Linked DNA regions of Dromaius novaehollandiae: region 1 is linked to region 2. A link is a contact called in public Hi-C data. All regions are on one chromosome and are shown on one strand. Each heading gives the region's core, a stretch centred on a gene start, on an enhancer-like site or on the middle of the called end of the contact. The rest is flanking DNA. Distances are from core to core; before and after follow the strand shown.

What was found. A called contact is a pair of places that touch in the nucleus more often than the background predicts.
Region 1: a contact with region 2 is called in a Hi-C map of liver, with 10 times the contacts expected there. The contact joins two enhancer-like sites. A contact is called at or near these places in 2 of 4 Hi-C or Micro-C datasets (brain and liver).

The regions. Positions count from the first base shown.
Region 1 is chr12:11,470,070-11,474,849 of bDroNov1.hap1, forward strand. The region is part of intron 8 of ERC2 (ELKS/RAB6-interacting/CAST family member 2); the gene reads right to left. Among named protein-coding and RNA genes, the nearest start is that of ERC2, 220 kb to the right of the region's middle. Within about 2 kb of position 2,377, at least 2 of the 2 cell types and tissues checked have open chromatin away from gene starts, as enhancers often do.
Region 2 is chr12:11,200,573-11,205,533 of bDroNov1.hap1, forward strand. It overlaps ERC2 (ELKS/RAB6-interacting/CAST family member 2), which reads right to left. Exons shown (of 18, transcript XM_064518915.1): 18 at 555-3,082. The coding sequence ends at 3,002. Among named protein-coding and RNA genes, the nearest start is that of WNT5A, 76 kb to the left of the region's middle. Within about 2 kb of position 2,344, at least 2 of the 2 cell types and tissues checked have open chromatin away from gene starts, as enhancers often do.

The sequences.
Region 1 (4,780 bases), core at 1,127-3,626, 270 kb after region 2:
ACGAAAAGGTGACTAGGAATCTCTCTCCTGGTGACCATCACACTGGGGCACTTTATAACAAAGCAGCAGTTTGTGAATGGTACCAGCTGATGGTATTGATCACTGAGAGCTTCATAAAGAAACTTTGAAGGATATTCATGCCTTTTCACTCTTAGATCAAGCAGTGTGCTGTTTAGATGGTGGACTATTATCCACACAGTAGTGTTATTTGCTCAACAGCTGTTTCTACGGTCATAAGACACAGACTGTATCACCAGATTTCCAGGTACGTAAAGGAGGCCCCACTAAGGAAGTCTGTTGGGAGCACCCTCCCCAGGCGACACCATCTATTTTAGATGCAGTTTCCTTCACACAAACACCTCCAAAAACTGTACCAGATACATTTTAGGTATTTGTATAAAATTCTTATTCTTTGACAATATACTACAGGTATACTATAGGTACTAGCCAAGAAACAACCATAGGTTTCCTGTCACTGTCTTACAGCTTGTGCATGTGTAAAGTTCAGCATTTGTTGATTGTTTTGTGTTTCTTGAAAGTGTTTAAAACTAGAGGTTTAAAACCTCTAGAGGAGAGCTGCGTAACTGTAAATAATTAACTATCTTCAATGTTATAAGCAGTTTATAGTATTCTTACAGTAGTCCCAACCAATTAATCTTAAAGAATAAAAAAAAAGCCTCTTTAATAAATGCAGACTTCCTCTGTCCTGCAGATGCCAAAGGTTATATAAAATCCATAATTTCTAACATACAGTTATTATGAAGGAGGAAAAAAAGTGGTAAAACTGAGAACAGTAGGATATGGTCAACTTACAGTAGGCTTTGTAACAGAAAGATCTAGTGGGACATTATATAAAATGTACTCTGAGATGCCTACATAAGGACTGATTAGAAGCAGTAATGTATTAAGGAGAACTGTATTTTAAAAGGAAGCAGCTGTTTTAGTCTTTCACTGGACATTCAGGACTGAAAGAGAGTAGGAGTAAATAAAATCAAAACTGCACACCTTCACGCAGTGAAGGAATAGTCAAGAAAATTCTCTTCACAAATACTGCAAATCAACTTCAAGAGCGATGAACGTGTTAATCACTAGGGTCTAACAAACAGACTCACGAGCTCGTCTCATATTCTGTAATATAATGCTACCCTGGAAACTGTACTGAAGTATTGCCTTCAAAATACCTTTCTGGTAGCATTTATTAATTGAATCAGCACTGCACTATTCACATGGAAAGTATTTTAATTCTTCAGTGATAGATATTTCAGGCTTCACATAAAAAACTACACCACTTTCTTCTATCACTTCTCCTGCTTAAAGGCCTTTGGGTAAAAACCTCAATTTAGGGCATCATTCATTCAGGACAGGATTTAAATATGCTTTTAAAATTAGACAAATTATTATTCTCAGCACAGATTCAAACTCTTAATTTGGGGGCTGTTTCCAGTGATTTTACACTTTGGATCCGTTCTCGTTCTTACTGAGATCAATGAAGTTTTGCTACTCACCTCATATAATAATGCAATTTTCACATGCCAGGGCCATTTTCACTTTTAAAAAAATCAGATTTTAACAGAAGCGGGATCCTTTACAATTACTATTAAACTAGATTTAAAAGTTTCTGTTACCATTCCAAAGCTGAATTCTATACATGTGCAACTCTACTGAACTCAACAGTTATAGCAATAACAATTTGGTCCCCATGTGCAAAAATGTACCACTATAATCAAAAACACTTAATTTGCAGCATACTTTGGTATAATTCTCCTCCTCTCCTCCCACATCACACATTCTTAGAAAAAAAAGTCTGAAGTTAATCAAAGATACTTATATTGACATCATAGAGATCTATAATCAACAAATCAAAATACACAATGCAGCTGTGTGCATGCATAAAGTTCTTTTAAATAAATTTAAAATAAAAAGAAATAAAAATAAAAAATTAAGTAAAAATTTTTGAAAGCAAATTGAAAGGAGCATTTGAGGCATAAATTGAAGGATTTAAAAGTCTTCATATTGCTGTGGAAAATGCAAATTTTGTGTCTTTATGGTTTGGTGTATCAAATTATTGATATGGGAAAAAGACTCCACTTGTCCTGTAAGACATGAAATATTAAGATATATATAGAAAGGCTGCTGGGAAGACTTTACATAGAATAGTTCACTCTTGTAAATGATCTCTAATAATATTTTTCTTCATGTGTATATTTTATATAGATACAGAAATAGGATACATGTGTTAATGAGTTAAGAACTTTTTATTTTATGGCATGGGTGTTAGTCACATCTAAAATTACATTAACTGCTGTTCAGAGGACTGCACACTATGTTTCTTTCTTTACTTTCATCCAAGCATTAATGATTCTAACAACTACCTCATGACACCCTGTGGAATACTTGAGCAATTGCACATTTCAGCTTCATCAAGCTGTATTCTCAAGAAAAGAGGAAATAAAACAGGGTAGTGAATATTGATTACATGTTTTTTGAAACAAAGTTAAGATCTGGTCCTTTATTATCATCAGCTTGGCCTACCCATTCTAGGCACCCTAAATTATAGTACCTATTTCCTATGCACAGCGCTTATCTGAATTCCACGGCATTTACACGATTTCCTTCCTCTTAAAACTAATTTAAAATATGATCCAACCCTTAACCAAGAAAACATGTTCTAAAATTATTCAGCATTTACAAAATTCTTCCCTCAGAGGTAAAGAGAACAGGCAGCAAATTAAAAACATCCCCATGGAATCACAACTGCTTTAAAATCAGTCATTCAATGCAAAGTCCATAGATAAAACAAGAGGAAAGGATCTGATTATTCTTCTGTTTGTGCTATATAAACCTGCAGAAAATACATTGAAGGGAACAGGACCACACTGGGAATCAGTACTGCAGAGAGTCAGTGTGCATTTGTTGGGATGGGCATGGGATTAACAAAGACCTGCTAATGCAAACAAGATTTTTTGACTAGTTAATCGCAACGAGCTCTCTCAAAAAGGGTACAGGAGGCAAAGAGATTGAGCAGTCTCAGATGCTAAAATCTTGGAACCCAAGGTATGATTTAGTTCTTCCTCAGTTTTTAAAACCCAGACTGATAAAGTTTACCACAGGGTTTCTTGTTCTTTTTCTAACATATATTTGGGTGCAGACATATACAGTACAAACATGATTTTACTGCTGAACAACGACTTTTGAGCACACCTGAATTCAATTTATAACAGGGACTTTTAAGACCTTTTCTTAACCTGCAAGCATTTATATTTTTATCTGATAGGAAGTGAGTTACTATCTAGTTTTGTCAACATGTAATTCTTACCTATCTATACCTCTATGCCACTGTGCTATTAGTAGTTTGAAAAGAAATTGCTTCATCCTTTCTATATTTCAGAAAATGCATATTCTCACAGCTTACCACAGGCTTTATTCCTATTTAGAAAAACCTTTTACCCTGACAGATAAATGTCTTTCCTATGGGGCATCCTCTCAATAAACTGAAAGTGCTAATCTTGTCACTTTTTGGAGACTGTCTTAGGAATGTTTCTTTAATACTCACGGGATTAAATTAAATCTCACCAGCAGACAGGTTTTATAATTCTATAGTAACTCAAGTTCTCAAAAGAAAATTACTTTCATTATCTAAATTAAGGCTGGGTTACTGTACCCTGGAATTTGCAAGAAAATTGTATAAATATAAAAGGAAGTGTTCCAAGTGTTGCCTTTAGAGATATGTATTAAAGTATAAGCGAGTGTAAGTCTAAGAGAGAATTTATCAGAGAATTCCTAAGCCTACTTTGTGGAACCTTAGTCTCACATACCTAAAGTTGGTTCCATATATTTTCCACTCTACTTTGTACTTATGAATTTTAAATAACTCAAACAACAAATATCTTGTAACACTGGCTTTTAGAATTCTAAAACTTAATTTGCTTGATTTGAAGTTTCTCTAGACACAATTCTCTGAGATTTGTTTCATTTTACAACAAAAATCATGTCTGTTCCCGTGAAGTACATGAATAAGATTAGTTTCATTTAAATTTGAAATTGAAATACAGGGGAGGAAAACAGAATTCTTGTATATATCATTTTCATTATTTAGTAAAAAAAAAAAAACTTTAGTAAAAAAAGACAAAAATTTAAGTACTAAGCTAAGCAGAAAAAATAGCTAACAGTAGCTCAAACACAAATACTCTACATGGCTATTTACACACAGTTTATTTTTTATTGGTTAGAATGACTCATGGTAAATGTTCTGTCTCATGCTGCAAATGGGCCATTTCAGACTCATCTCAGCATATCTCAGAATCTGATCCCACACAAGAATCAGCTTTGGTAGCGACTCAGTACAATAGTCGTATCTGCAGATGTCCAACATTTCTATTTGTGTTCATGTGTGTGTGCGTACATGCATAATTTGTAATGAAATACTATTCTTAGTCAGACTGACCAGATAGAATGAAAAAAATTGACATAAATTCTCCCTACCATGACTAAAAAAATATTACTACCTGAAAAATGAATAAACACAGGGAGAGTTTTCAAAAAGCACTATTGATTTTTAGCCAGAAATTTTTCACAGAATGATCTACAGTTATCAAATATCAAGTCGGTCAAAGTATTTCAAAAATTCCATTATGTATTTTACAGCAACTATCTGAAGCTTCATCATATAAGGGGGGGAAAAAAAGCCATAGCTTTTCACTGACATTCATGATATGACCTAAATATTTTTTTTAATTTAAGCGGAATTTCAATCAACAAAGGGAGTTCAGCAGCTTCTGCT
Region 2 (4,961 bases), core at 1,094-3,593:
ATGAAAAGCCTCACTGCAACGACTGTAGATACTAGAAGAGGTAGAAAAATGCTTGTCTTTAAAAACAAGTCTTCCATGTATACAAGTTTCTATTTCCTCCCACCACCCTCAATTTACCATAGGACAGAGCAGTAATAGTTCACAATTCAATATATTTGGATACCAAACCAGGTGACACATCTACTGCCAGAAAAGTAATACGTGTGTAATGCATTACATTATTCCTTCAGTGTTTTAAACAGACAAAAATAATAATAAAAGATCTGCCAAGCAAATCCACAGTTCTAATTTTATACCATCTGTAGCACTTTAGACTAAAAATATTTCACAGCTGTCATTTTCAAAATTAGCATTTCAATTAAAAAGAAAACCAAGCTCATACTGTTTGATCCTAGGCATTGCCTTACTCACCAGAATAATCCCACTGAAACAGGTAAATGCATTTGTATGAATAAGGACCTGTACCTCAGGCCTTAATGAAAACATACATATTGAAAAAAAAATGATAGCTTGGGAATTAAGTCAGAAATTTTGACAAACATTTATTTTATAAATGCAATGCAATTAATCTAGTTGAATATTCCTGAGTTCAGATCTAATACACACTGCTCTACAGAACTGCATCAAAAGCATTAACACATTATTAAAGTTATTAAACTATTAAAGTTATTTCACTTTTTAGAGTTTGAAAATGCATTGTGTTTGCCTGTGGTTCACACCTGTCAATGCATTTTTGAACCACAAATTCTTCCTATCATCTGGTTTAATGATAACACATTCTTTTAAAGTTAACTTGCATTTGAAAAACAGATTCGTTAAATCCCTCAGTTCCACATTCAAAGGAGATATTAAACTAATCATAGTCCTAAAAAGATGGGACTTAAAAATGCTATGAGCAGAATTTAGGCACCTCCATCCAAAATGGTGGTCCTCCAGGCCCCTGTCTCAGCCTGGAGATGTCTATTCTCGAAAGACAATGCAGTTTTCTACGGCAAGATTTGCCAGCGACAGGAGCTATCAAAACAAGCCTAACAGACACCCACCAGGCTGGGTTCCCTACAACATTTTTCAGGTGCTATTTCTCCATAAGATAGTACATTAATAGCAGTCTTTCCTAGCCTAGTAGTAGGACCACGCATCCTACAAGCAAATTACCCAGGTCTGACTCTTTCTTCAGTCTGAGATTCAAAGCAATATCTTTTAGGAGAATGTTCACTAGGCCAGAGGCTGCGTGAAATGCTGGCATGAGGATAAGGATATATTAAAGCCCTCCTGTTGGAACTGTATCATTGAACAGAAAATAATTCAAGATTCACTGGGCCAGAGAAAGAACACAAGAGGGAGCAAGAGTCTGTAGCCTAGTGATTTGGGCACTCGGCTGGGAAACGGAGTCCTGGGTTCCTGGCCTTTGCTCCAAAGAAGGTTTATGCAATTTATCTAACGGCCTTTTCAGAATATAAGTCCTGTCTTGAATCTGTCTGTAAGTTTTCCTTCTTGATCCATGTCTATAAATAATATTTGGGGTAACAACAGCCATATTTAACAATCTGAATTACCCAAACATTGATATGCTTGTTGTATGATTTCAACGCTAAATTGAAAATATAGAATATCAATAAAATTGAAATGTGCCAAAAATTTTAAAGCTTATTTCATATTAAAATTATTTTAGAACTTACTTGAAAACAGGTAAAACATAATATTAAAACACAATGCATTTATTTACCTGTGTCAGTAACGCTGCTTTGAATTACAAAGGTAGAACTGATTTTTTTTCTTCTCATCTTTCTCAGAATGTAGCAGTCTTTCATTTTTAAAAAGTTTAATAATACTAATAGACTTCTCGTATCTTAATTCAGGTCAGTTTCACTTTCTGATTCTCACTTTATAGTATTTTCATTTTCTGGTTCTCATTCCCTAGCACAACAGTGCAATGTCATGCAGGCGACTGTTTAAATCCAAGCAAGTTTACCCTGAAATTCCCACTCCAACAATTTCATGGCCGTATTTCTGTTTTTGCTAAACATTCTTTTTATAATAGCTTCATTTTGGGCCTAAGCCTACATAACAGTGTCCCTTTAAATAATATTCCATGCCTTGAAACATATTACAAAAACTGTTATATCAAGGCAAGTTATGTAACAGCTCTCTATGGTTTTAGCATATTTACTCTGTCACGCCATATGTGAGACTGCAGCCTCCACAACAAAACCTTTACACACTGAAGTCATTATCTCTGTGAAGTCTGCAACTGGCATTTAAAACTTATTGATGGCCTGGGTATTGGTGGCTCAGTAGGCAGCACTCTTGCCGGAGGCCCAGAAGGTCACCGGTTCACATTCTGCTCCAAGAACAAGTTGGACATTTTCCAGGAGCGTGTGTGGGCTGTGCTAGACTCCTGAAGGGGCAGTCCTTAGGACAGCAAGCGAAACCCTGTCTGCTCTGCGGATATCAAAGTCCTCTTGCAAAGGCGGGAGGAAGAATGAGGAAGAAGGACGTGTAAGACCCCTGAAGCAAGTGACTGAAAAGAAGCGTACTTGCCGAGGACCGCCATTCAGCTGCATGGGCTAAACACAGAACGGTAAAAACCTACAGTACACTGAACAGCTTTACACAAGCCCCTCTGGTCTTTGTGGTAAGCGTACAAGCTGCCATGCATGCTCATTATTAGCTAACTTCTTTAATAGCAGAATGACTTTGGATTCAATTTCACACTGTGGAACTATGAAAAACACGCGTAATTTTGGTAAGTGAGGCGCCTAAACAAAAATGTTTTAACGTTGGTAAAAACTTCAGAGCACACTATGTAATTACTGAAAAAGCTTCAACCAATTATCCAAGTCAATACTAGCAACACATATAGAGAATAATATAAATGGAGATTCAACCTGCTCTGGTGTTAAACTTTGATACTTGAATATCCCAGATGTCTCCCTCCTCCTCTTCCTCTTCTTTATAGGCAGGTAAAGATGGATCTCTTGAAGGAACTGGGGATCACACTCTAGGCAAAGGTTGGACAGGTGATCAATGTACAGCATGAGATTTTGCCGTGGCTATGTGCCTCCAACAGTGACCGGATCATCTGGTTCGGAAAAACAATTCAAAATTGTAATATTTTATTACAAAATTAATTAGGGAAAAATTAGCAGAGGGGAGAACAAATGATTTTAGTAACAAGGAATGCATGACAGAACTTCTTTGCATAATTCTGTAGTTCTTTTTAAAAATTCATTTATTTCTTATTTAACATTTTCTTTCATTAGCATTCTAATTTCTCAGGAGTCAGCCTTTGGAGGAGTTCCTCCTATTTCCACAGGCAGAATGTATCCAAGTTACCAAAGAGATATGAAGTTATTCTGATAAGTTTTAATTTCTTCTTTACGTCTCTGCAACACGACCGTACAAAATGCCAAGACTAGGGCTGCTCCAATACTTCAATAGGCTTTGGAGCAAGCCATTGTTTATTAAGCCAAAGGGGATTCTACCTTCTAGTGCACTTCAAGGAGGTATTCATAAAGGTTAATGTTTGTTTATGAAGATTCATCTCCCAACACTCCCTCTATTGTCAATAGATTGAAATAGCGTTTTCTAAGGGACCATTCAGAGCACCTAACACGAGACTTTTTTTTTCAGCATTTATGAACACGACCTTTTGTCTACCTATCTTGTAAATAGATTTTTTTTTTTTTTTTTACCACCATGGAAAAACAAATAATGTCCTTCTCCCCACAAATATCCATTAGTATAATGGATCCTTAGGTTTAAGTTTGGGGAAATCAACCTGTACTTAAGCAACAGCACTTACACATAGTTAAACAGATCATGAATTACAAGCATCTTGACATCTATAGGGTATCACACAACTAATGTGCAAGTAATGAGCTTCTTAAACAAAACAAGTTCAATGATAGCATTATTTCTGGCTTAGAAACAGAGGAATACATAACATAATCCTAGTGCAAATTTGCAAAGAATTATGAGTTCATTTTGTCTCTAAAATATGAAAAGAAACTATTTCAAGGAATGAAGGATGTCCTCTTAACCTGTGACAACAAATTTGTTTGTTTTTTTCTCTTCTCAGTAAGAAAGCAATTAGGTTTTTTTCCAATAAAAATATCCTTGTGCATATATAAACACTCCTGGTAATCATGTAATTACCTTACCCAATCAGATTAAATTGCTGTCAGTCGAGTTCCCACTGCTGATTAACTTTCGTGTACTCTAAACCTAAATGAAGTCTTTGGTAAAGTCACTTAGTCATTTACAAAGGTGTCTCTATGATTCTAAAAAGTATAACAGCAATATATTATTTGCTACAATCATCAAATATCGAAGGTCAAGGATAGATCACAGTAGACCCCTTTTATAAAGACCTAAAGAAATACAGAATTAAACTATGTTGCTTATTTTTGTGTTTCTTGCCATGACTTCTAAATGTAATAGTAACCTTTGACCCCCCCCACATTAAACACTGTAATTAAGTAATTAAAACTAATTATGCAATTTAACATACATATTTTTATCCTACAACAGGCAGGTCAATTACCTCACTCATTGACCTTGGAAGCTTTCACAGTTTAAGTAAAACAATGAGTCTTTCAATTAATTTTAAAGTACGAACAGAAAAGGAGCAGCAGAACCACAAACCTCTTCAAGTTAATATTGCATAGATGAGTCACTTACAAATCTCTTCATTTTGTATTACATAAAGTAAATCCCTTGATAAAGCTTCTTTCCTTCGTATGTGTCTCTATCACTAGAAACGTTAAAACATTTGTGAACAAATCATATGCACGTTACTGGCCAAATGCAAGCAAGATGGGAGTCCATATATTACTTTTTCATCCCACTTCTTTCTTCATTATGGTTTCTTCACATATTTCTCTCTATCTCTCCCTGTTTCACCTTCACTTTCTCAAGCCTTTTCCCTTCCTCTTTTTCTTCATTATCTTCTCTGTTCC